Regions from separate parts of the Mus musculus genome. Here region 2 is linked to region 1. A link is a contact called in public HiChIP or PLAC-seq data. All regions are on one chromosome and are shown on one strand. Each heading gives the region's core, a stretch centred on a gene start, on an enhancer-like site or on the middle of the called end of the contact. The rest is flanking DNA. Distances are from core to core; before and after follow the strand shown. Region 1 holds the start of Zfp873 (zinc finger protein 873). Region 2 holds the start of Smim24 (small integral membrane protein 24).

The links. HiChIP or PLAC-seq counts read pairs in DNA pulled down with a chosen protein or histone mark.
Region 2: an HNF4G HiChIP or PLAC-seq map of pancreatic cancer cells shows a contact between it and region 1. The contact joins the promoter of Smim24 here to the promoter of Zfp873 in region 1. A contact is called at or near these places in 1 of 39 promoter capture datasets (pre-B cells) and 2 of 115 datasets of contacts at active chromatin or transcription factors (large pre-B cells and pancreatic cancer cells).

The regions. Positions count from the first base shown.
Region 1 is chr10:82,044,061-82,049,896 of GRCm38.p6, reverse strand. Zfp873 (zinc finger protein 873) reads right to left here and starts at 1,774. Exons shown (of 4, transcript NM_001319203.1): 1 at 1,668-1,774. The coding sequence starts at 1,670. Gm46195 (a long non-coding RNA gene) reads left to right here and starts at 1,849. Exons shown (of 2, transcript XR_001779681.1): 1 at 1,849-2,008; 2 at 2,311-3,450.
Region 2 is chr10:81,389,589-81,395,621 of GRCm38.p6, reverse strand. It overlaps Smim24 (small integral membrane protein 24), which reads right to left and starts at 2,558. Exons shown (of 4, transcript NM_001099917.1): 1 at 2,463-2,558; 2 at 1,727-1,838; 3 at 1,472-1,534; 4 at 543-846. The coding sequence starts at 2,529. The coding sequence ends at 726. It overlaps Gm48552 (predicted gene, 48552), which reads right to left and starts at 5,305. Exons shown (of 2, transcript NM_001384181.1): 1 at 5,038-5,305; 2 at 4,067-4,833. The coding sequence starts at 5,239. The coding sequence ends at 4,628. Gm48551 (predicted gene, 48551) reads right to left here. Exons shown (of 6, transcript NR_168929.1): 5 at 5,038-5,263; 6 at 4,067-4,833.

The DNA of each region.
Region 1 (5,836 bases), core at 525-3,024:
AAAAACTAATGTGCTTGAGAAAAGTAATGAAAAGGCTTTGGATTATGTATTACTGCATAACAAGGAAGTGTGTAACCAATAAAAGCCTGAGATGAACTCAGAGAGAAAAAGAAAAGACAAACCAGAAAGCTGTCTCTGAGCTCAGCTTCTGAACAACTATGAGTCACCTGTCAGCTTGAGCCTGCATCATTGCCTGAGACTCTTGACTTCACACTGGTCCAATCCTCCCATTCTCAAGAACCCCAAAACAACTGAGGCTGGTCCTCAGCAATTGTTCCTAGCCACAAAAGTACAAATGATCTTGACTGGTGGCCATGGTGGCACCAAACACAGTGGGGTAAGCACTATTATATCAATCATTAATCAGGAGAATACCCTACACATTTGCCCACAGGCCAGTCTGACTCTAGCTTGTGTCAAACAGACCGAGTCTCAAACAGTACCTCTGAGACATCTCCCAACTCCCAAACACAAGACTTTTAACAAACCTCAATCACCTTAACCCTCAGTTTTCAGCCTGTGAAATGGGCACACTCACATGCAAATTTTTCAAAGTCTGTCAAGTTTAAGACAGAAGAGATGGCTCAGCAACTAAGACTTCTGCTCTAGTGGAAGAGCTGGGTTTGGTTCCCAGCACTAACATGGTGGTAAAAAATTATTCCTAGATCCTGGTGGCGACATCTAATGGCCTCTTTGGTCTTCTATGGACACCAAACACCCAACTGATAAACACAAATACAAGAAAGCCAAACACTTGTGTACAAGAAACAAATGTAGTAAATTAAAAGTACAGATCCCCATATCTCTTATATGTCACCATGGATAAAATGGCCAGAAATACACAGAAGTGGGACAAATATCGGTTGCCAAAACTATAAATATATAATAAAAAAAAAAAAATCAACGAATTCAATCAAAGGAGAGAAATTGCAAGATTGTAGACAAGAAGTCTCAGTATTATTGCAGGACACAATCTGAGCTATGGATTCAACAAACGTCCACTAAAGAGTCTAACGATTTCTGCAATGAACGACAGAAAGCCGATGACAAAAGGTCAGCATGAAAGAAAACATGAACACACAAGGCTGAATAAACAGCACAGTGACACCGTCTGGCTTCTAAGTTACCCTACACCTGCGATAAAGACTGTGCTGTTTGAGAAAGAAAGAGACCAACAAAACACGAGAGAGCACTCAGAAACAGCAACACAGTTAATGTAGGTAACCCAGTAAGTCTGGTCTTACACATGGGATTGGACCACGGTGGCATCTGCATGCGAATGTGTTAATAGCACAGACTTTACACCTGCGCAGAATTCACTGGAGATGGAGCCCACACCTGAATGGCAAATGCCAAGTGAAGAACTTCTAGAAGACTCTAGAGAAACTAGAGCTCTGCAAGTCAGAAAATCTGGCTACCGTGAAACCCGCGCATGCGCGTGCACTGAATGGTGCTTTGCACTTTGCGGACAGCAGGTCCGGCGTCCCAAGTTGTACGCAGGCGCAGAGAGGGGAACTAAGTCGATCAGAGGTCCCGCCTCCGCCTGGGAGATGAGGGGACCTCAGGGGGAACAAAGGGAATCACACCGGGCCCCGCGTCTCGCCGCCGGTTCCCGCACCCCGGGCTCCCGCAGATCCTCCCCGCGTGGGGACGGCGGCCCCGCTCACCATGGTGCGGATTCCGGGCTCACCCACTCTCCTCACAGCTCCTAGCAGCAGTTGAAAAAGCAGCACACAGAACCACAAGAGCTTCCCTAAGACTCACAGTCAAACCTGCAGCATGGTGGCGGAAGTGCCCGCCTCCGTTCTGACTGGCAGTCCGAATCCAGGCTCTGATTGGTTAATAAGGCCTCTGTGACAGGCGCTAACACTCTAGAGTCAAGAGTGCCTTACAGGGACAATGCACAGTGGTTTGCAGGGACAGAACTTTCCCAGAGCTGTGGAGATTGGCATTGCAGCTGAACTTGTGCCTGGATTGCAAAGTCATTCCGGCACTTCTCCTTCACACAGTAGGTATTTCCCCTTCTTCCTCCTGGGCACAGAATGTTAGGTCCTACAACCAGGGATAAAAAACTAAGGTGGGTACTTTATCAGCGCAGAGGCTGTCTGTCAACTTCTCCCTGCATCCCTCAGTCCATACTGCTTACAGAGTTGGCTGGCATGCCCCGACCCTACCCTGAACTTCTACAGCCCTGCTTCCCACAGCGGCCCTTCCCTTTATAATCCAACCATTTAGATTACCTAGGGGTGGGGATGTATTTTTATTTTTCATCTACCCTTTACATTCCCGATCTCTTGGTCTGCCTGAGAGGCTATTGATGGAGCCTAGTTGGAGCACAAGACCAGAGCATACTGGAGAGCCCAAAACCAAGGGATGATCACCAAGAACAGCGCAGAGTGCTACAGAGGGCAGAGCTGGAGATATGACTCAAGCCCTTTGGAGGAGCCCAGAAGATAATGTGTGTGGATCCCCAACATTGGAACAAGAAGGTGTGAAGTTGAAGTTGCCTCGGAGACTATATTAGAGATGCCAGAGCCATAGAATACCTGCCAAGGAAAACTGCTAATAGGAAGTGGAGCCAGCCAAGAGAAAGAATTGTGTTTCAGTCACCAAAGCTGAAAGGAGTTAGAGATTAGACATGAAAATGCAGAGTTTGGCGTTTCCCCAGCTGATTTCTGGTCTGGCTTTGGTCCAGTATTTCCTCACTATAATTTTGGACTGGTCATGTGCATCCTGTGATGTTGAAAATACACAATTTCCATTATGATTGAGATTTTTTTTCAGGTGATTACAGTTAAGAGATTGCATAAGTCTCAGAAGAGACTCTGAACTTTGGACTTTTAAACATTGTTGAGACTATGATATACTATGGGGACTTTTGCATTGTGGCTATGATGGCCCCTATAGACTTGTGTGTTTAAACAAGGATGTAAGGCCAGGAAATGGAATGTGGTGGTTTGAATGTGCTTGGCCCATGGGGATTGGCACGACTCAGGTGTGTCAATGTTGGGGTAGGTATGGCCTTGGAAGATGTGTGGCACTTAGCGAGGTGGGTGTTGAGGCTCCTATGGTCAAGCTTCATCCAGTGTGGGAGACTGCCTCCTCGTGGCTACCTAGGGAAGACAGCCTGTCCTGTACTGGGTACAATCAGATCAAGATGTAGAACTCTTGGCTCCTTCAACACCTTGACTGCCTGCTCACTGCTATGCTCCTACCATGATGATAATGGACTGAACCTCTGACAATGTAAGCCAGCCCCAACTAAATAGATTTCTTTATAAGACTTGCCATGGTCATGGTGTTTTTTCATAGCAATAGAACCGTAACTAAGGCACACACTCAACAATGCTTATGCCTTTTACAATAATTGAATGGTGTGAACCCAAATGGACAGGCAGTTGTACAACATGGCTCTCATGTGGCTATCACTAAAATTGTGACATCTGTTAAGGCATTCTTTCCTTGTGTTGTTTCTTAGAAAAAATGCCCTCAAAACATTGATCAGGTACCTGGCATTGGGGTATGTGGCATTATGAGAATTTAATAAGCATCACGCTGGGCAGTGGTGACACATGCCTTTAATCCCAGCACTTGGGAGGCAGAGGCAGGCAGATTTCTAAATTCAAGGCCAGCCTGGTCTACAGAGTGAGTTCCAGGACAGCCAGAAAAAAACAAAAACAAACAAACAAAAAAAGCATCACAAAGCTGGCCTTATTTACACTGTAGCTTTTCCTTAAAACTTCAGGTTATATTACAATTTCTTCAGAGGTACATGAGTATATCCTCTTGCACATGAAAATTACCTTCTACATCTTCTAAACCTTTTTTATGTCCTTCAATATTGTGGTCTTCCCTTTTACAAAGTGCCTTTAATATAATACCAGAAAATGAATATTATCAGAAATTATGCATATTTTGGTAGTCATGTGCCTCCAAAAGATATTCAGGTATTAACAGAGGTCCTAACCCTCCACATTGGTTTTTTGTTTTGTTTTTTATGTTGTTGTTTACCCTCCACATTGTGAAGGCTCTAGTGAATATGCAACAGCCTAAAGAGCCAACCATGGGAAAGCACACATCCAAAGCAAACCAAAGGAAGAGATTGCTGGATGCTCCAGAGGTGCCACCAGTGAGCAGCCATGAGAGCTGAAGGCTGCAGACAGAGGCAAAGCTGGGTCTCAACGCCTCACATCATGCCCTGCCCTGCCCTGCCCTGCTACTCTCCATGCCTGTTTTTTCTTAATATATTTGTGACTCCTCTTTTGAAGTTCATTCTTGTTTCTGCCCAAGGATGTCCTAGGAACCCATGCTTTTATTTCCATTTTTTTAGTGACTTTGACATAAACAAGGTATGGAGAAAGTACATTGTAATATAGTTTCCTTCTCAGTTAATTTATTTGTTTCCTGTTTTCTGTGTCCTACCCTATGAGTGAGTACTTAATCTGCTAAATTATAATTTAGTAGGCCACCTAATATAAAATGCCATCTCTATGTGGGGGGTTTAGTTCATTCATGATCTACTTCTATCAGAGATTGATGAATTGTAAAATTGGAGAAAGGAAATGCTTGTCTCAAAATTTTTCCGTTTTCTTTTGCTTTCTCCCTATTTTTTCAAGAAAGCTCTTGCTGCCCTGGAACTCATTCTGTGAAGGAGGAGGGCCTGGAACTCACAGAAGTCTACCAGACTAAGCCTCATCAGTGCTAGGATTAAAAGTGTTCCCATCACCAACCAGCATGAAGAAAATGTTTAAAGGGGACATTGGAAGTGTGTCCCTGAAGGAAGACAAAGCCCTCCCTAACTCACAGCCATTAAAAGTTTCCTGGGATCCTGTTACTCTCCTGTACATTTACAGGGATCTCAGTCTTCAATGATGGCGATGAAAACGTTTTCTAGGCCTTTGCTCTCGGGATCTTCTCCTTCAATTCCTATTATTCTTAGGTTTGATCTTTTCATAGTGTCCCAAATTCCCTAGATGTTTTGTGTCATGAACTTTTTAGATTTTTCATTTTGTTTGATGTATCGAGTTCTTCTATCATATCTTCTCTGCCTGAGATTCTGTATTCAATTTCTGATATTCTGTTGGTGATTCTTGTGTCTGTAGTTCCTGTTCTCTTTCCTAGGTTTTCCATCTCCAGGATTGCCTCAGTTTCTGTTTTCTTTATTGCTTCTATTTCCATTTTCAGGTCTCAGACAGTGTTATTCATATCCTTCACCTGTTTGTATTTTCCTGTATTTCATTATATTTGTTTGCTTAATCTTTTTTTTTTAAAGAGGTATTTATTTATTTTATGTATATGAATACACTCTCCTGTCATTGTCTTCAGGCACACCAGAAGAGGGCATCAGATTCCATTACAGATGATTGTGAGCCACCATGTGGTTGCTGGAATTTGAACTCAGGACCTTTGGAAGAGCAGTTAGTGCTCTTAACCATTGAGCCATCTCTCCAGCCTGCTTAATCTTTTAATGCCTCTAACTGTTGGAATGTTTCCCTGATTTCTTTGAGGGATTTATTCATTTCCTCTTTAAAGGTTTCTGTCATCTTTATAAGATTGGATTTAAGATTATCTGTGCCTCTGTTTCATTTGGGTATCCAGGGCTTGCTGTAGCAGGATAGCTGGGCTTTAGTACTGCCCTGGATCTTGTTATGTTTTTCCACTATCCTTTAGGCATTTCATTTTCCCTGTTGTTGGCTGGATGATCCTGATGATCTCAGAACTTCTTGGGAAGGCAAGGGGAGCTGTTGGCCAGACAATAAAGGTCAGGGGACCCAACTCTGCTGGATGTTCCCCTAGCTGGACTGCCTTGTCTGACCTTAGTAAGAGAGGATGAAAC
Region 2 (6,033 bases), core at 1,309-3,808, 660 kb after region 1:
GAGAAAATATCCCAGGTCCCTGCCCCAGATGTCAGAGGTTGGACCATCTTCCCAAGGCTCCACAGCATTGCAGAGGAACAGAGTCCTCTGTCTTTTGAGACATGAGTCTAAAATCATGACCTTCATGAGAACCAACCAGACACCTCTGTGGACAGCCTGAGCCCAGGCAGAGCTCTCAGTGGCCAAGGACCCCTGATCCAGGCTCTGGCCTAAGCCTACACAAAGGGACTACAGCATTAGGGACCTTTATTAAAGGAAGGTGCTGAGAGGTGACACCGCCTCCTCGTGGCCATTGCTGGAACTGCTTGCCCTGGAGAACTCAAGAACGGGAGACCCTTGGATGAGGTCCTCAGAAAAGAACCCGGTGACCATGGGGCAGAGAGCTTGGACCATAGGGTGTCTCTCCTCCAAAACAGAGGGTAGAAGCCTCCCGGGTACAGCACTGGGGCTCAGAGACATAGGGGACAGTCAGGTGACACCAGGAGCATGCCTGGAGGGGGCAGATTGGATGTGAGAGAGGATGCAGAAGGGGGACAGATGAATAGGAGTGGACACCAGGCCAGTGGTGAGTGTCAGGGGAAGGTGGGGGTGAGTATGGAGGCCATAGGCAGAGCTGACCTCCTCATATGAGGACAGTTTTCAGACCCAGATGACACCAGTCCGGCTTCAGGTGGTGGCTGCAACTTGAGGTGTGTGGATGAAGCACCCCCAGGTGACAAGATGCTTTACAAAGCTGTTTTCTTGCCTCTCTCCTCATCTGAGGACTCCTTTTCCTCTAGTTCCAAGGCCTCGTTGCTCTGTCCGCCCTTCCTGTCCACCTTCTTCTTCTGCTTCTTGTCTGCTTTACTGTAGGGTTACAGTGCCGCAGTGAGAGAGGGTCACTGCTTACCAAGCCACCTTATCAGGCTAGGTGAGGACGGACTCCGGGCTGCGGTGATCTCAGGATGACCCCACAGAAAAGAAAATGTTCACTCCATGGAAAGAAAAGGATGAATTGGTGGATGGGAGGATAGGTGGGTAGATGGGTGGATGTGTGGATGGATAGGTGGGTGGGTCGATGGATGGATGTGTGGATAGGTGGATGGATAGGTGGACGGGTGGGTAGATGGGTGGGTGGATGGATGGGTGGGTGGATAGGTTAATGAGTGGGTCACTTACGATAGAGTGACGGTCATGGTGTACAGGAAACCATGCGTCGTCACAGGGTAGGTAGCTGTGTTCTCTGCAGTTCTGGGTACAGGTAGCCCCAGCCTCTCCTTCTAGCCCTCCCTTCCTTCCTCAGGACCCTCTCAGGTTCACAGGGCTCAGCTGTATTTCCAGCTGCCCATGCCAACTCTCCCCCACTTCTATTCCTCTCCCAGACCCAGAATCTGCACTAGAGAGTCCCACCCAGAGTCCACCTGCTGGACACTGTCCCCTCCCCCCAGCTGGGCCTCTCAGGACTGTCTGGGGGGAATCACCCACAGGGTACCTTGGCTGTGAGTTCTCGTTCATAATGTGCTCCATTCTGAATGTAGCCTCCTCATCCTCTGCTCTGCACAAATAGAAACATTGATACAAGAGCTGTTCTCTGCCTCAGTATCCCCAACTGAGGTCATGAACGCCAAGAATCAGAAGGGATCAACAGGGCAGCAAAGCAAGATGACCTCCAGGCTGACCCTGGGAGGGAGCACAGAAGGGCGGGGAGGTCAAGGAGGCCCTGCGTGGGACAGGGGCAGGTCCTCACCTGCCTTTGGCGCACCAGACACGATTGGCCAGCATGAGGATGAAGACTATAAACAGGAAGCCCACTACTGCAGCCAGGCCTACTAGCCAAGGCTTCAGGCGGCGCTCTGAGGCTGCAAAGGACAAGACAAGTCAGACACAAAAAACGAAGGGTCTGCAGGGGGAAGGGGAGCCTGCAGGGGAAGTGGGTTCTGCGAGAGGGAAAAAGAAGGGTCTGTTGGGAGCAGAGGGGTCTGCGGGAGAGAGGGGAAGACGTTAACGGAAAGAGGCGGGTCTTGGAGGGCGGGGCTTAGAAAAGGCGTAAAGAGGTGGGAATCAGGAAGAACGTCCAAGACTAGGAGCTGCCAGGGGCTTAGGGGGCAGAGGTTGTAAAGGAGGTCCGCGCCTCCCGGAGAAGCTGGGCTTCTAAGGGGTGAGGCTTTTAGATAAAGTAGTTGAGGAGGCGGGGGAAGTGGGGGCGGCGAGGGGGGGGGATAGCTCAGAGAGGCCTTGAAGGAGCTGAGAGGACCAGCTGGAAAAGGGCAGTGGCCTTAGCTTACAGCGTTGAGAGGGGAGAAGGATGTTAGATCAGAGACAGGGCAGAAGGAGTCATTGGAGAGCACTCGTCCCCACCAGTGCCCTCTTCACTTCCTCTTCCTGCCTTGCCTTAGTTTCTCCTAATGGGAAATGAGATGCTGAAGAGCCCCTGCCCCAGTTCCTAACACCCACCCAGCGCGGGCTCCACACCCTAGTCCTACCCTGCTGGGCCTCAGCGGGTGTCAGGAACAGTGTAGCCAGCAGCAGCAGCCTGCCCAAGGTGTCCATGGCCAGCACACTGGATATGGGCCGACGTTCAGCTGCAGGTGTGAGCTGCACAGGGCTCGGGTGGGGTTAAGACAGTGATTGGGCGGGGCGGGGTGGGGAACCTGCCGTCTGTGGCCCAGCCTCCCATGCCTGCTTGGCATCAGACCCCTGCATCTTTGGAGGGCAGAGTCTGCGGCTAGTTTAATATTAACCTAGACTGTCCCTTCCCCCGCACCTTGCACCCCTCCCTGGAGACCAGCAGCCCCAGGGACAGGTCCTTAGAGTCCTCTGTAAGAAGTCAGGCTGCACAGATGGGACGTCCACGCTGTCACGTGCACACAACCAAGTGTGGCAGTCAGGCTTGGTGGCTGGGACAAGCCTGGCAACTTTGTGTCTAGTAGGTCAGCCCAGTGGGGTTGGCAGCTCTGTGAGCACCAGGCTGCAAAGGAGGCAGGGAGCACCACGTTCCTAGAAGGGGGACCCTCAAAGCAATGGCAGAGACACCTGCCTGCAGAGCATCCAGACATCTCAACATACAAAGACAGGGCACAGGCTTCTGCCCTCAACCTTGGGCCTCAAGCTGATTAGATATCAAGCCTCACCTGGGCAAAGGAGGACCCCACCCAGAAGTGTCACGGGTGCAGCCACAGCCTGCGCACGTGCAGGAGACAGCAAGGAAACGGGGCACTGATGTCCTCATGTGCCCGTCATTCCCACACAACAGAGGCCTGAGACAGGAGGATGGTTAGGTCTAGGCCTTATCTGACCTCCAGAGCAAGACACTGTCTCAGAAATAAAACTGTGTGCTGGGCTGTAGCTCAGAGGCAGAGCAGTCTCCCAGCTTGCATGAGGCCCTGGGTTCCATCCCCAGCACCCCAGAAACGAGGTGGGATGATACATGCCTGTCATCTCAGCATTCAGAGGTGGAGGCAGGAGAATGAAGAATTCCAGGTCATCCTCATCTACATACCAAGCTTGAGGCAGGTCTCACACAGTTTGGAAAAAGGGTTTGGCTTTTTTTTCCTGATTTTGGTTTTTTGAGACACGGTAACCCTGGCTGTCCTGGAACCTAACTTTGTAGACTCTCGAACTCAGAGAGATTCTCCTGCCTCTGCCTCCTGAGTGTTGGGATTAAAGATGTCACCAGGAACCCAACCAGGCATGCCTATCTATATTAAGCTCCTACTGTATACTCATGGAGTCCTGAGCTGAGAGATCTGAGCCCAGGTGGGATGTCAGGAGCCCAGACTGACATGCCCACCAGCTGAGGTGGGGGAAGCCCTGTGGAGAGGACCTACCACACATGGTTCCTTATGCTCCCTAGTCCAGGCTGGCCTGGAATGTGCCATCCTCCTGCCTCAGCCTCTTGAATGCTGAGGATGACAGCTTGGTTACTCCGTGCTGTGTGTGACAATAAGCTGAGGGACCTTCACCCAGACATTTCTCAGTGGCCTGCCTCAGTTTCCAGTCTGTGCTACTGGGCTCATCGACAGCACCCAGGAGGGTTTTGTGAGAACGTGTGGGACAGGGCTGAGACAAAAAGGTCATGGCACTTGGATAGTCAGATAGGCTTTTAATTTATATGTGAATTTGGCCTCACTCTTTTCTCCTCTCAGCAAACACTGTGTAAGGAATTATCCATAGGAAAAAATGTTGCAGGTGATGGCTCTGAGTTCCAGGACAGCCAGGGCTGTTACGCAGAGAAACCCTGTCTTGAAAAACCAAAAGAGAAAGAAAGAGGGAAAGAAAGGAAGGAAGGAAGAAAGGAAGCTGTCAGGGCCTCGGGCTGGCACAGCCTTGGAGGAGACCCTGGGCTCTCCTCAGTATCACAGAAGCCCAGATCTGTCATCCCAGCGTTCAGGAGATGGTGACTGGAGGATCAGGAGTTCAAGGTTGTCCTCTGCTATGTATCAAGTTCAAGGCTTGCCTAGGCTACATGGAGAACCTGTCTCCAAGTCAATAAAGTGTAAGTGGAGTCTGCAATCAGAGCACTCCAGCCCAGGAGGGGAGTTTTGAGTTTCAGCCTGGCCAAACCCTATGTTGTCACATACACAGGTGGTCCAACTGAGGCAGAGGGAACTGCCAGGCCCACCAGTGTCACACATGCCACTCCTCCAGGTCAGTCCAGCCTCCAAAAGTTGGTTTGCACCGGCGGGTCCTTGAAGGCAATGGAGGTGCGGCGAGGAGCACGGGCAGGGTCATCCTCCCCACGCCAGGCCAGGGCCAGCTGAAGATCTAGTTCTTCCAGGTCCTCTGCAGCCAAGCTGGCCCGCAGCTCCCGGGAACCTTCCTCCTCCTGGTCAGGCTTAGGGCCAAAGGCCCAGTCTGCAGGGACAAGTGGCTGGTGAGGTCGTGACTGGCCGCGGAAACCCTGACCAAGCCCACTGCTCCCCCTGACCTTGGCCACGCCCATGCCATAGTTTGATCTGGCCACGACCACCCTTGGGCCGACCCTGGCCTAGACCGGAGCTCCATCCCATGCCACCTGTGACCCCAGCCCAGGATGGATTAGGCAGGAAAGTGGCTCACCAGCCAGGTCATGAGCTAGATCTTTGATGAGGTGGCCAACAATGGCATAGGCCACGGCCACCACCAGGATAGCGGCCATCAGCAGATACAGGGCATAGCGAGGCAGGCGGATGGCATCCAGCGCGGGTGGCCGGTATTCCTCATACATCGGAGGGGCTGGGCTCCAGTCCTCGGCCTCTTTTTCATCCACTGACCCTGCCATGGCTGAGACACCTTCAGCAGGAGCCTGAGGGAGGTGACCCACACACGGGAGTATTAGGGAATGAGCTAAAAGGATTAGAACGGCTCCTCCAGGCCATCTGTCCGGATCAGTGTTCCCCTCACCAGAAGTGACGTGCACATCCACATTGACCCCAGGACCTTCAAAGGCAGAGTTCTCTGAGCAGGGTAGGCAGAGGGCTCCCCTGTGCAAAGCTCTTGGGCAGTCGGGAGCCTGGTACTCTCGGTGAGCATGTGGGGGGTGGGGGGGGTGGGGCTCATGCCACTGTGGCCGACTGAGCAATGAGGGGTCAGAATGGGGACTGTGCAGGGTGGACAGGGCAGGGTGGAACCCACGGGTAGCTACAGGCAGAAAAATACTCTGCTCACGGGCGTCCTCTGGCGGCCACTGTGGGGGAGGACAGTGTGTAGACGGTGGGAGTAAGTGGGTACAATGGCTTCTTGCTGGGAGGTTCTAGAAGGGGGAAACCTAGCACTCTGTGAGAGACAGGGTTCAAATTCCAGTTCTGAGAGTTCCATGCTGTGACTATCCCAGCTCTGGTAGGGTAGATTTCCTTATAGCAAGGGGCTGGTCATCACAGGACCACTAAGTCCATGTACAAAGCCACTGGCTTCAAGTGTGCAGTCATCCGGTAAAAGCCCAGCATTCAGGGGCAGCAGAGCACTGCAGCTGGGATGGGCACCAGATAGTGGTCTTTGCAGTCTGTAACATGTTTCATGCTCAAAGAGTATCAGGCAGAGGAGGAACAAAGACAGAGGACTGGAGTTGGAAAGAGA